Regions from separate parts of the Bicyclus anynana genome. Here region 2 is linked to region 1. The links are chromatin contacts, called in public Hi-C maps. All regions are on one chromosome and are shown on one strand. The core of a region is the stretch at or near the end of the contact, and the rest is flanking DNA. Distances in the headings are between cores, read along the strand shown.

Region 1 (5,386 bases), core at 1,984-4,483:
CTACTGTTTGGAACGGAGGGATAATTTGCTTTTGGCGCATATCATAGGGTTGAGACGACCAGTCACATAAGCAGCTCTTTTTCTGGCCTCCTTTATGGAGCTTAGACCCATAAGGCTTTATTTGAAGTACAAATACTCATACTATAGATGTGAGACCACCACAAATCAAGCCCTGTCGGTAGGTAGGCGTATTATTAAAATTGATAAACGCAAAGTGGGCAGATGTGCGGTCATCGACCCCTGTCATATGGCCCGATTGTACACGGGTCGCGCAATCTTTGGCCATCGCATGATAACTTGATACCCACTAGGTGCTTCAGAGAGATACCTATTTTATCTCGACGTTACCTGTGAGAAGACTTATATGGACCAAACCATTTGAGTTAGTGTTTAGTAAATAGTGATAGTGTAGTGTTAAGTGCTTTAAGATCACGTGAACAAAGTGACCTAAAGTAACAGTTAGTGAAAATCTAAGATTAAGTTATTGGACATAATATGTTATAAATAATAGTATATTAATTGTGGAATATATTTTTTCACAAATCCCTCGGGAAACATCGATTTTTCCGGGACAAAAAGTAGCCTATGTGTTAAATCAGGCTATAATATATCTCAATACCAACTTTCTCAATTTCAACTAATTCGGTTCAGTAGTCGAGGCGTGAAAGCGTAACTACATTTATATCATCAAAATCATCAGTTTTCGCAAATCTCGGAAAACCATGGATTTTTTCAGTATAAAAAGTAGCCTACGTGTTAATCCAGAGTAAAATCTATTTCCATTCCAAATTTCAGCCAAATCGCTTCAGTAGTAGCGGCTTTAAAGAGTAACAAAAATCTAAACATACATCCAAACATCCATAGAAACTTCCGCAATTATAATATTAGTGGGATGTATTTGGTCGCAATTTAACTAGGCAAACTATTAGCAAAACAACGTTGCAATGTGTAAATGTGAATGTTTTCTATCAATTATTTCTTACCTTATCAGCCGATAGACGTCCACTGCTGGACATGGGCCTCTTGCATGGACCTCCAAGGTCAACGTCTTGAGCCGCCAGCATCTAGCGGCTCCCTGCAACCCGCTTGATATCCTCGATCCACATAGTGGGTGGTCGCCATTCCTGCATCTTGGAAACCCAACGTCCATCGGCTCTTCGAAATATTTGGCCTGCCCAATGCCACTTCAGCTTCGCGACTCGCTGAGCTATATCAGTGACTTTGGTTCGTTTGCGGATCTCCTCATTCCTGATTCGATCACGCAAAGAAACTCCAAGCATAGCTCGCTCCGTCGCTGAGTGACTTTAAGCCTTCTAATAAGGCCCATAGTCAGCGACCAAGTCAAGATTCCGGATCCGTAGGTCATCACTGGCAACACGCACTGTTCGAAGACTTTCGTCTTCAACATTTATTTCTTATCTTAAATAAATAACAGATGAGGATATATATTCGTTATACCGGATCTTAGACTAATACATCCTCTTGTAAACTATTTGGCATTGCTATATGTCGTAAAAGTATCGTTGTAATTACGCAATAACATTTAGTGACGTCAAACTTGTCATTCATTACGTGGAAACAGTTCTACAAACTTATCAGAGTTTACAAATGCGTGACCCAGTCATCAATGAATGAAATATAAAAATATGAGGAAACAAATGAAATGACTCAGTCGGTGACATTGCGATTTCATAACCGTCCGCGTATTCGAATGTAAAATAAAATGACTTTATAGATAGCTACAGTCGCCTCGCCGTGTATGTCCTGTGGGAGTATGGGGATAAAATACAGCATATGATACTCACACATAACGTGGCTTTCTAGTGGTAAAATAATTTTCAAAATTAAAATACTTAGCACCTAATTAATTGTAAACAGTTATTAAGAAGAAATATTGATAGGCTTTTTTATATTTATTTTATTTAAAAAAATCATACATAAGTTAAGTAAACTTGAGGGTAGAGCATAATATGTTTGGAATCTCAGCTGTACAGTCAGAGAGGATATCAATTGTTGCAAAGTGTGCTAGTGATATAATGTGTGATACAAATGAAAAGTTCGAGGTAATGAATGAGTCAGTGCATTTCATAACCAGCAGTTTGTCAACACTTCTATCTGTATCTGACTGTACTTTATTCAAATTGCAAAAACAAACAGACCAAAACATCCTCATATTTCTCATCATCAACATCACATCAGTTGAGGTTTATTAATTAGATGAAAAGTATTTTAAATAAGAAATTTATTTTAGAAAAAATAATTTTCCATCAAAATTTTTTCGTCGCTTTCTTTTCTATTAATTCACTCACATATCAAGCATTTATTATCACAACTGTACTAATTTAGAAACTTCTTTCGATTCTACATTTTAATGCCATTTTTCTCCATTTTTATTGAATAACATGTCATTGTTACATGTAAGTCACATCCAGTAAGCTCTAATAAATGTTTCGTTGAAACTAGTCGTGTCTACGTAACAAGCATGTAATTTTGGAACTACCCGCATTTATAACAATTATTTGTACGTATGTGTAATTAAAATATAAAATGTGTACACTCATAAATAATTGTCTTAGTTTAGTTAATTGTATTTCTCATATAAGAGAATTTTATTTTTAAAATGTCGTTCCCGATCTTTATCATTAACATCTGATCATCATCATCATTATTGACAACCCATGTTCGGCTCATTGTTGAGTATGAGTCTCCTCTCATAAAGAGAGGAGTTAGGCTAATAATCCACCATGCTGGCCCAATGCGGATTGGCAGATTTCATCTAGAGAATTAAGAAAATTCTCGGGTATCGGGCAGACTTCTGCACGATGTTTTTACTTCACCGTTTGAGACACGTGATATTTAATTTCGTAAAAAAGTTATTCATGCCCGGACTGGATTCGAACCTACGCCCTTCGAATCGAAGGCAGAGGTCATATCCACTGGGCTAAAACGGATAACATCTGATAGTGGTCGTTAGTGAATTTAACATTATCAACCCTAAACCCAGAAACCCGCATTAAAGTCCTAGTCCTAGTCCTAGTCATAGTCCTAGTGGATCAAAGCTCCATATCCCCTTTCCTTTATGGAGGGAGGCCTAGCCATAAAGAAGATTTGCACTGCCTTCAAATGCTACTAAAACAAAATTATAAACCGCCAAATTGTAAAACACGCTATAGTTCATTCACACTGCTCCGAATGTCATATCACCCGTTCACGGCCGCATTGCTTTTAGGCAAATTAGGTGAAAGGTGAACGAACCCGCCGAATCATTTCCCCGGCCGTTGACTCACTGCGATTACACTGCTATCATTATTGGCCGAATTTCTAACGGCGACATTCGGAATTCAAATGTGACGTTTGAACGTTTGAAATTCGAACGTCGTGCGCGAGAAGTTTTCATATGGAGATCGCTACTCGCAACAATTATAAAATAGCTTAGTTGCTATGAATATACGTAAAATAATTATTTATGGCTGCTAAATCACTCTCTTTATTAGTGCAAGAATTTTTCAAATCGGTCAAGTAAGTACAGTTTTAGTTTTGCGTTACAATCAAAAATACAAACTTTTTATATAAAATTTCTCGTACTGCGTGCGCTTGCTGTGCGTGTATTGTCATTTTACCACAAAATTAGTAATTTTATGTTAAAATGAAAATAACGAAATTAATATGTCACTAACTTTGCACCGCCTTCAAAGTTATCAGAAGGCACATACGATGTTATTTTTTCGCTTTTTAGTTTATTTTTGTGATTTTGAAGTCAGTTATTTTTTTTTGTTAAAAAGATTTTATTTTTAATATTAGGGTAGTTTTGTGGAAAGATTTGTGTGTTTGTTTGCAATGAATACTCTGAAACTACTGAATTGATTTGAAAAATTCTTTCACTGTTAGGAAGCTACACTATCCCCACCGAGTGCTATAGACTACATTTAATATACTTTGTATTCCGACGAGAATGGGAACCATGGAAAAGGCATTTGGTGCATTCCAGTGGCTTTCATTTTTTGATAGCAACCGCTTTAGCAAATAGCTCGCAATCCAGTTACCAATATTAAAATCTTTTTAAATATTGTTACATTGAATTTGCGTAAATTAAAATCCCATAGTAATTACGTGTAATATTCCACGCTCGATCATCCGTAATCGTAAATTGAATAAAAAATTAATACTTTGTACAATTTGATATGAATAAAAAACTGCTAAAATGTAACCACTTCATGAATTTAAATAAATAGTTAGTAACAGGCCGTCTTTTTGTACATTTTTTTTTAAATTAGTATCTTTTCAAGTTAGCTTTCCGCGTATGTTTTTTTTATGTTTCTCATAACTTCGTCATTTATTAACCAATTTTGAAAATTCTTTTTTGTTTGAAAGTTAAACTTACAGTGGTCCCATTTCATTTTCATAAAAATCGGTTAGTAATTACCTATGTGTTAAAATCAAAATAACTGAAATTCGTCTTTGAAGTCGATTCCATTTTTTTGTTATAAAGATTATATACAAGCACTTTTGAAAAGACAGTTAAGTCGATTAGCAAGTACCATTGGTAAGTTCCATTGGTAAGATAGCAGATTTTATCGAGAAGAATAAAAATTGTTGAAAAAAAGACGGAAAATAATAAAAAAGCGGCACTGGGCCGTTTGGAAAAAATAACGGATTTTCATGCAGTTTTCAGTAATTAAGGTAAAATGATCCGTGAATAAAGGTTCTGCTATATATTTTGTAACAATTTTCTGTAAATTAGTTGTAATATACATATATTTTTTATTCTTTACAAGTTATTTAAACTACAGTCTCACCTGATGGTAAGTAATTATGTTTTATATTAATTATATTAAGGTTGATATTAATCTAAGATGGAAGCGGGCTTGTTAGGAGTAGGATGAAATCCACACCCCTTTCGGTTCCTACACGACATCGTACCGTAATGCTAAATTGCTTGGTGGTATACGTCTTTGTCGGTAGGGTGGTAACTAGCCACGGTCGATATAATATAATAATTAATCGCGATTTTTATCCTATCCTACTAATATTATATACGCGAAAGTTGGTATGGATGTTTGGATGTATGTACGCTACTACTGAAGCGATTTAGCTGAAATTTTGGAATGGAAATAGATTTTACTATAGATTAACACATAGGCTACTTTTTATCCCGAAAAATCCATAGTTTCCCGAGATTTGCGAAAACTGATGATTTTGATGATATGAATGTTTGTTACTCTTTCACGCCTCGACTACTGAACCGAATTAGCTGAAATTTGGTATTAAGATATATTATAGCCTGGATTAACACATAGGCTACTTTTTATCCCGGAAAAATCCATGGTTCCCGAGGGATTTATGGGCGTCCGCTAGTATGATAATAGCTGAACGGGGTTTGCTGCGT
Region 2 (5,532 bases), core at 2,479-4,978, 79 kb after region 1:
AGCGGTTCACTCACACTTTTACGATATTTATTTAACTACCCGCTAATGATTGTTCTTGGTTTTTCTTCCCTTTTGTTTGTTAATTATTTTTGTTCTTAAATATTGTATTATGTAATAATAACCAGTGCACAGTAAAACCAACTGTGGTTTGTGTTGCACTGTGGTTAGACTTAATTTAAATATGTTTTTTGTAGAATAATAAATAAATAACATAACCGAAGAATATAAGGGAAAGGTGTGAGGCTTCATATCCAAAAAGCGATCCGAAAATTTATCAAAAATGTCTAATGGGGATGATGACTAGGTTTGAATATATTGATTTTTATGATAAATTCGGGTAAATAAGGCCAATGTTAACTAATTTATACATAAAAAACAAAGATTGTCTGGATATTTACAAAATAAATAAGATTATAAAATTTCAAAATCTATTAAAAATCTTTTATCGTAATTAGATGAAAATTCATACAGTTTTAGCTTCCTTACATTAAATGTGACATTTTTTAATAAATTAACTATAAACATAAACGCAGAAATAACAAACATATTAGTAATTTTGTTTAAACGCCCATACAAATCTAACGATCATTAATTGCCTACGACGTCATAATTTCGTCCATTTTGTATGGGGCGTTTTTCAGGGATCCGCGGCAGCGCCGCAAATCTGACCCCTTAAATCCCTGTAGGTCAGAAAGTAATGATCGCAGATACCCTGTTACTTTTACAAAATTGCTTTACTATTAGCATACTCTTAATTTATATGCAATTTAAAAAACTGTCATCATCCCTATTCTGAATTTAAAATACTTACTGCTAAATTAGAAACACTTAAAGCAGTAACCCTACATGATGCAGTTGTCACATTTATAAATTCAAATGGGGGAATTGCAACAGTCTGAAACTGTTCCCTGATACGCTAACGGTGTTTTTCGAATGCACCATCACGTGGCATTAAATGTGCTATACTGAAAGTGTGATGAAACTTTCCATAGTAAAACGGAGTGTTCACTATAAATATACGGGCCTTGAGTGGAGTATAGAATTTAGGCAAAGTAGGTAAAGAGTTATTCTAGAATTCACGTTGTATCAAATGTGCTTTGTTTATGTAGGTGTCGAAATTTTCCGTTGTAAGTTTGTTTTAGGATTTTTAAGCATTGAAAACTCAAGAGGTTTTTCTTTTTGCGTAGGGGTAAGAAAGACCGACTTTTTACAAAGTTTAAAGGAGCGTTTACTTGAGCGGATGGATAATTTAGGCACATTAGGTGTAGAGAATACTAGAATTCACATTGTATCAAATGTGCTTTGTTTATGTAGATGGTGTCAAAAATTTTTCGTTGTAACATTGTTTTAGGATTTTTAAGCCTTTATAGTTTTTACTCTATGTATTATTTTTTTTTATTCTTTACAAGTTAGCCCTTGATTACAATCTCACATGATGGTAAGTGATGATGCAATCTAAGGTGGAAGCGGGCTAAATTGTTTGGAGGAGAATGAAAATCCACTCCCCTTTCGGTTTCTACAAGACGTCATACCGGAATAATAAGTCGCTGGGCGGTACGTCTTTGCCGGTAGGGTGGTAACTAGCGACAGCCAAAGCCATACTCGGACTTTTTAACCCGCGACGCAAAGAGGGGTGTTATAAGTTTAACACGTCTGTTTGTGGTGTTTAGCTCCTAAACGGATGAAGCGATTTCAATTAAGTTTTCTTTTTGTGTTAAAGGTGACTTATGTGCAAGTGTTCTTAGACATGTTTAATGAAAAACGGTTAAGCCGTTTTTTTTTCTTTACAAATTAGCTCTTGACAACAATCTCATATGATGGTAAGTGATTAGACATGTTTAATGAAAATCGGTTAAGTCGTTTAAAAATTGAATGTGATCATGTGAAAGTGGCGAAGAATAACCGAATGTATGCAAATATACTCAATATTTGCAGACATTCGGTTCCGAAATCTCAAATGAAAAGGCACTGAAAGAGGATATTGACGACTTGATCGAGAATGTAATTAATAATTTTATGAACTTCCGGGGTTATAAAAACATGTAAATAATATTATGTTATTTAAATCACCGAAAGGTCGCGGTTGGATTACCGCCCGTTGGACTATTGTCGTAATTCTTACATAGTCTATTCAGACTAATTGGAAGAGAACAGAAATATTGATCATGTTTAAATATTACTTTTAAGACTATCAGTATTTTAGACAGGGCACATGGCACATAGTTAGAAAAACTGATGGACGCTGGGGTCCCAAGGTGCTGGAATGGCGATCCCACAACGGAAAGCGGAGGATCCCCCACATTGGCGTATCTATAATTATTTCCTGGGGGGCCTGGCCCTCGACCAAGAGTGATTGTTATTATTTGACATTTTACTCTTTTCTTGGAAAACTATAATATTTTGGAGTCCCTAATAGAATTCCATATTGGTATCAAATAGCACAGGACAGGGACAATTGGACATCTTTAGAGGAGGCCTTAACCCATTCTGGGGTTCTTGCGTAATAAAATCAAACTATAAATGTACTAACATATATTTAAGCTTTTACTAACCAAATTAATTTAGACTAGCTGACGCCACGCGGTTTCACCCGCGTTCTCGTTCCCGTAGGAATACGGGTATAATATATAGCTTATAGCCTTCCTCGAAAAATGGGCTATCTAACACTGAAAGAATTATTCAAATCGGACCAGCAGTTCCTGAAATTATCGTGTTCAATCAAACAAACAAACTCTTCAGCTTTATAGATTAGTATAGATATAGATTACTAACATAAATAATCATATCTATTTCTGCATAAAAATTTTAAAAGAAATAAAAGGCTTTTTATTTATTTATTTATTTTATTTTATTAATAGAATTCTAAATCGGTAGCCCAGAATTCTAGGGTGGGCACAGGACCAGGGCCCTCCCCCTATTTACACCAATTATCCCCCACTAGGTAGACAGAGAACATCAAGCGGGTTGCAGGGAGCTGGTGGTCAATAGGCCTATGTCCAGCAGTGGACGTCCATCCTGTTATCGCCGCGTTGGCCGCTTTTAAATTTACATGTTTTTAATAAATAGTGTAGGAAATAGTAGTCTGTGACGGATGTGACGTCGCTCGATCTCGTGTTGGCTTCAGTGTGCTCGTGGCGTTCGAGCCGTCCACATCTCTTGTTGTGTAATTTTTTATGGGTTACTTGGGATATGCGGGGAGAGTGACTTGAGTGTAAACGGGGAGTGTTTGATATCAGTCAAAGGATCCTTTAACCCTACACACATCGTTCACAAGTGCGTGACTCCACTCAATGACATTCTTTGCCATTCTAGGGTCTTATTTTGGTTACAGTTTGATTTGTTAATTAAGTTTTCCTGACAAGTGTTGTGAATCATAACCTTTGTTCGACATTAGTTTTCTCATATTTGTAATCACTTTTGAGTCCTATAATACTGCCTAAAGTTTAAGGTTGGCAACTTTAAACCTTGCACCCGATACAGATTTTATCGCGAATCATTAAGGTTACGATGCGCGTGAGTGAGTTGCCCCCATTTCCTAACAAATTAGCAGACCAATCGCCTAATTGATATCAGACCGACCAGGAAGTATCTGCCGCTTAACCATGTCTACCCAACCAACTACCTAAATTAAACCTTATTTCAAAACAAAATAGAGTTCAATATCTAATAAACAATTGATGTGGCTTTAAGGCGTTGTTCCTTCCAAGTATTAAATTGCTCCAAGCTCAATGATCCCACTTCCGCTATAATTCAAATTGCAGTTTTATTACATTAGCATAGGGTTGCTTTTCTTGTGGCGACGCTGGCGGTTGATTTGTCATTTCGTTGCAAAGTTTGACGTTTGCAAAGTTCGACGGCCGTCCTAGCCACCTCCTTAGGCACCTGCCAAGCGATCTCCGCTTTTGGTAATTAATAAAAACTGTAATTATGAAGAATCACGATGGAGGAAACAATCAGTGCTAGATTAGCTGAAATGTCCGCGGATTTTTTGTTCAACAAACACCTAGTAATTGGGTACGCCATCTTTTTGTTTGTATCAATCATCGTGTTTTGTTGACTTAGCTCAAATTGTGGAACGACTATTGGTTGATTAACTTTTTTCCAATATCAGGTAAACCCTGTGAGGATTCCTAAAGACCTACTACGACTTCATCGCCGTGGCGTTCAGTTCATAGATACAAAAATACTCTGCCTATCCTGAGGAAACATTACAAACCTGTATTGCAGAAAATCGTCTATTTAAAAACGAATTTGCCAAGATAGTGTATCTGTCATACTTTTTTACTTATTCTATGACAAGTGACCCATTTTGTATATACATACTGCCCACATCTTCTGCTTCTGCCTTCGGGCCCATCAGGCGACGCTTCTGCGAGTCTATTGAGGTCCCATAAAAGGGCCTACGGCATTTACACAATCAGAAACAAAAATTCACACTAATAGGCAAAGGCTAACCAATGGTATGAAAAATACTTGACCTCTAGGAGAGAGGCTATATAATCTAGCCTAGCAAGTTCGTTGATGACACTCCCATGATATGCGGGCGACGAGGGGAAAGACTGCGTGGGTGTGAAATCGTGCGTGCGAGGAAATAAGTTGCATCGGTCGTGGATTTTTCATTCATCGCTACACGCCCCCCGGCCCGCGTGGACCATCGGGAGTGTTACAAACGAAGCTGCCAAGCTATAGTGAGCTATTCAAATAGAGTAATAATGACGTACGACTCTGTCCCGCGCGTACGACTTCACACCCGCGCATACCTTCCCCCCGTCACCTGCATATCATGGGAGTCTCATCAACGAACTTGCCAAGCTATACCCTATCTCCATCAATCTGATATAGATGTATAAGTTTATGTAGCAATGCAATTTCACCTTCAAACGTACCTATAAAACATAAGACGGCTTGGCGGCAAATGTACGCACGACATAACTTTCCCAGACGAGTTCTATCACAAATGCGAGTAGCTTAACTACTCCATTCTATGATAGTCTGAGATTTGTATTAGAAAGGACCTTCACCCATCAGTTTAATGGATGAAAAGTGAAAATATTAAAAGGAGGTGGTCCAAAATTGTATGGAGCCCAGGATCAGTCATTGTACCCTGATAAAATATGACGGAAATAAAAGAAAATATTTTTTTAAACTATTTTTTATTATACAAATCTACGAGTTTACTTTATTTCTTTCGAAATTTTATACATTCTCTCCCAAGAAATGCAATACTGATATGGGTAATAATGGCGGATTGATGACGTTTTCAATGCATATATTTGATTCGACGTTTGCTGTCAATTGTCATCTTGATGTATCTCAAAAACTTGGACTTCACTCATTCAATTTTTTATAAAATCCTTCTATTTTTAAAATTTTAATGATAAATTAACATTAATAGTGAATATGAACTCATATGAGCTGCTGCTGGCTTATTCACTAATTTGGTCTTTATTAACAACTTATTAAAATAAACATCAAATCAATGTCATCTACCTACTGTATGATATCTACGAAGGGTTGTCAGAAGCCACTGGA

Evidence for each region. A called contact is a pair of places that touch in the nucleus more often than the background predicts.
Region 2: a contact with region 1 is called in a Hi-C map of whole body, with 1.6 times the contacts expected there. The contact joins two enhancer-like sites. A contact is called at or near these places in 2 of 2 Hi-C or Micro-C datasets (whole body and whole larva).

Annotation. Positions count from the first base shown.
Region 1 is chr24:4,330,663-4,336,048 of ilBicAnyn1.1, forward strand. No RefSeq gene overlaps it. Among protein-coding and RNA genes, the nearest start is that of LOC112055271, 11 kb to the left of the region's middle. Within about 2 kb of position 3,234, at least 3 of the 8 cell types and tissues checked have open chromatin away from gene starts, as enhancers often do.
Region 2 is chr24:4,408,688-4,414,219 of ilBicAnyn1.1, forward strand. No RefSeq gene overlaps it. Among protein-coding and RNA genes, the nearest start is that of LOC112052966, 28 kb to the right of the region's middle. Within about 2 kb of position 3,729, at least 8 of the 8 cell types and tissues checked have open chromatin away from gene starts, as enhancers often do.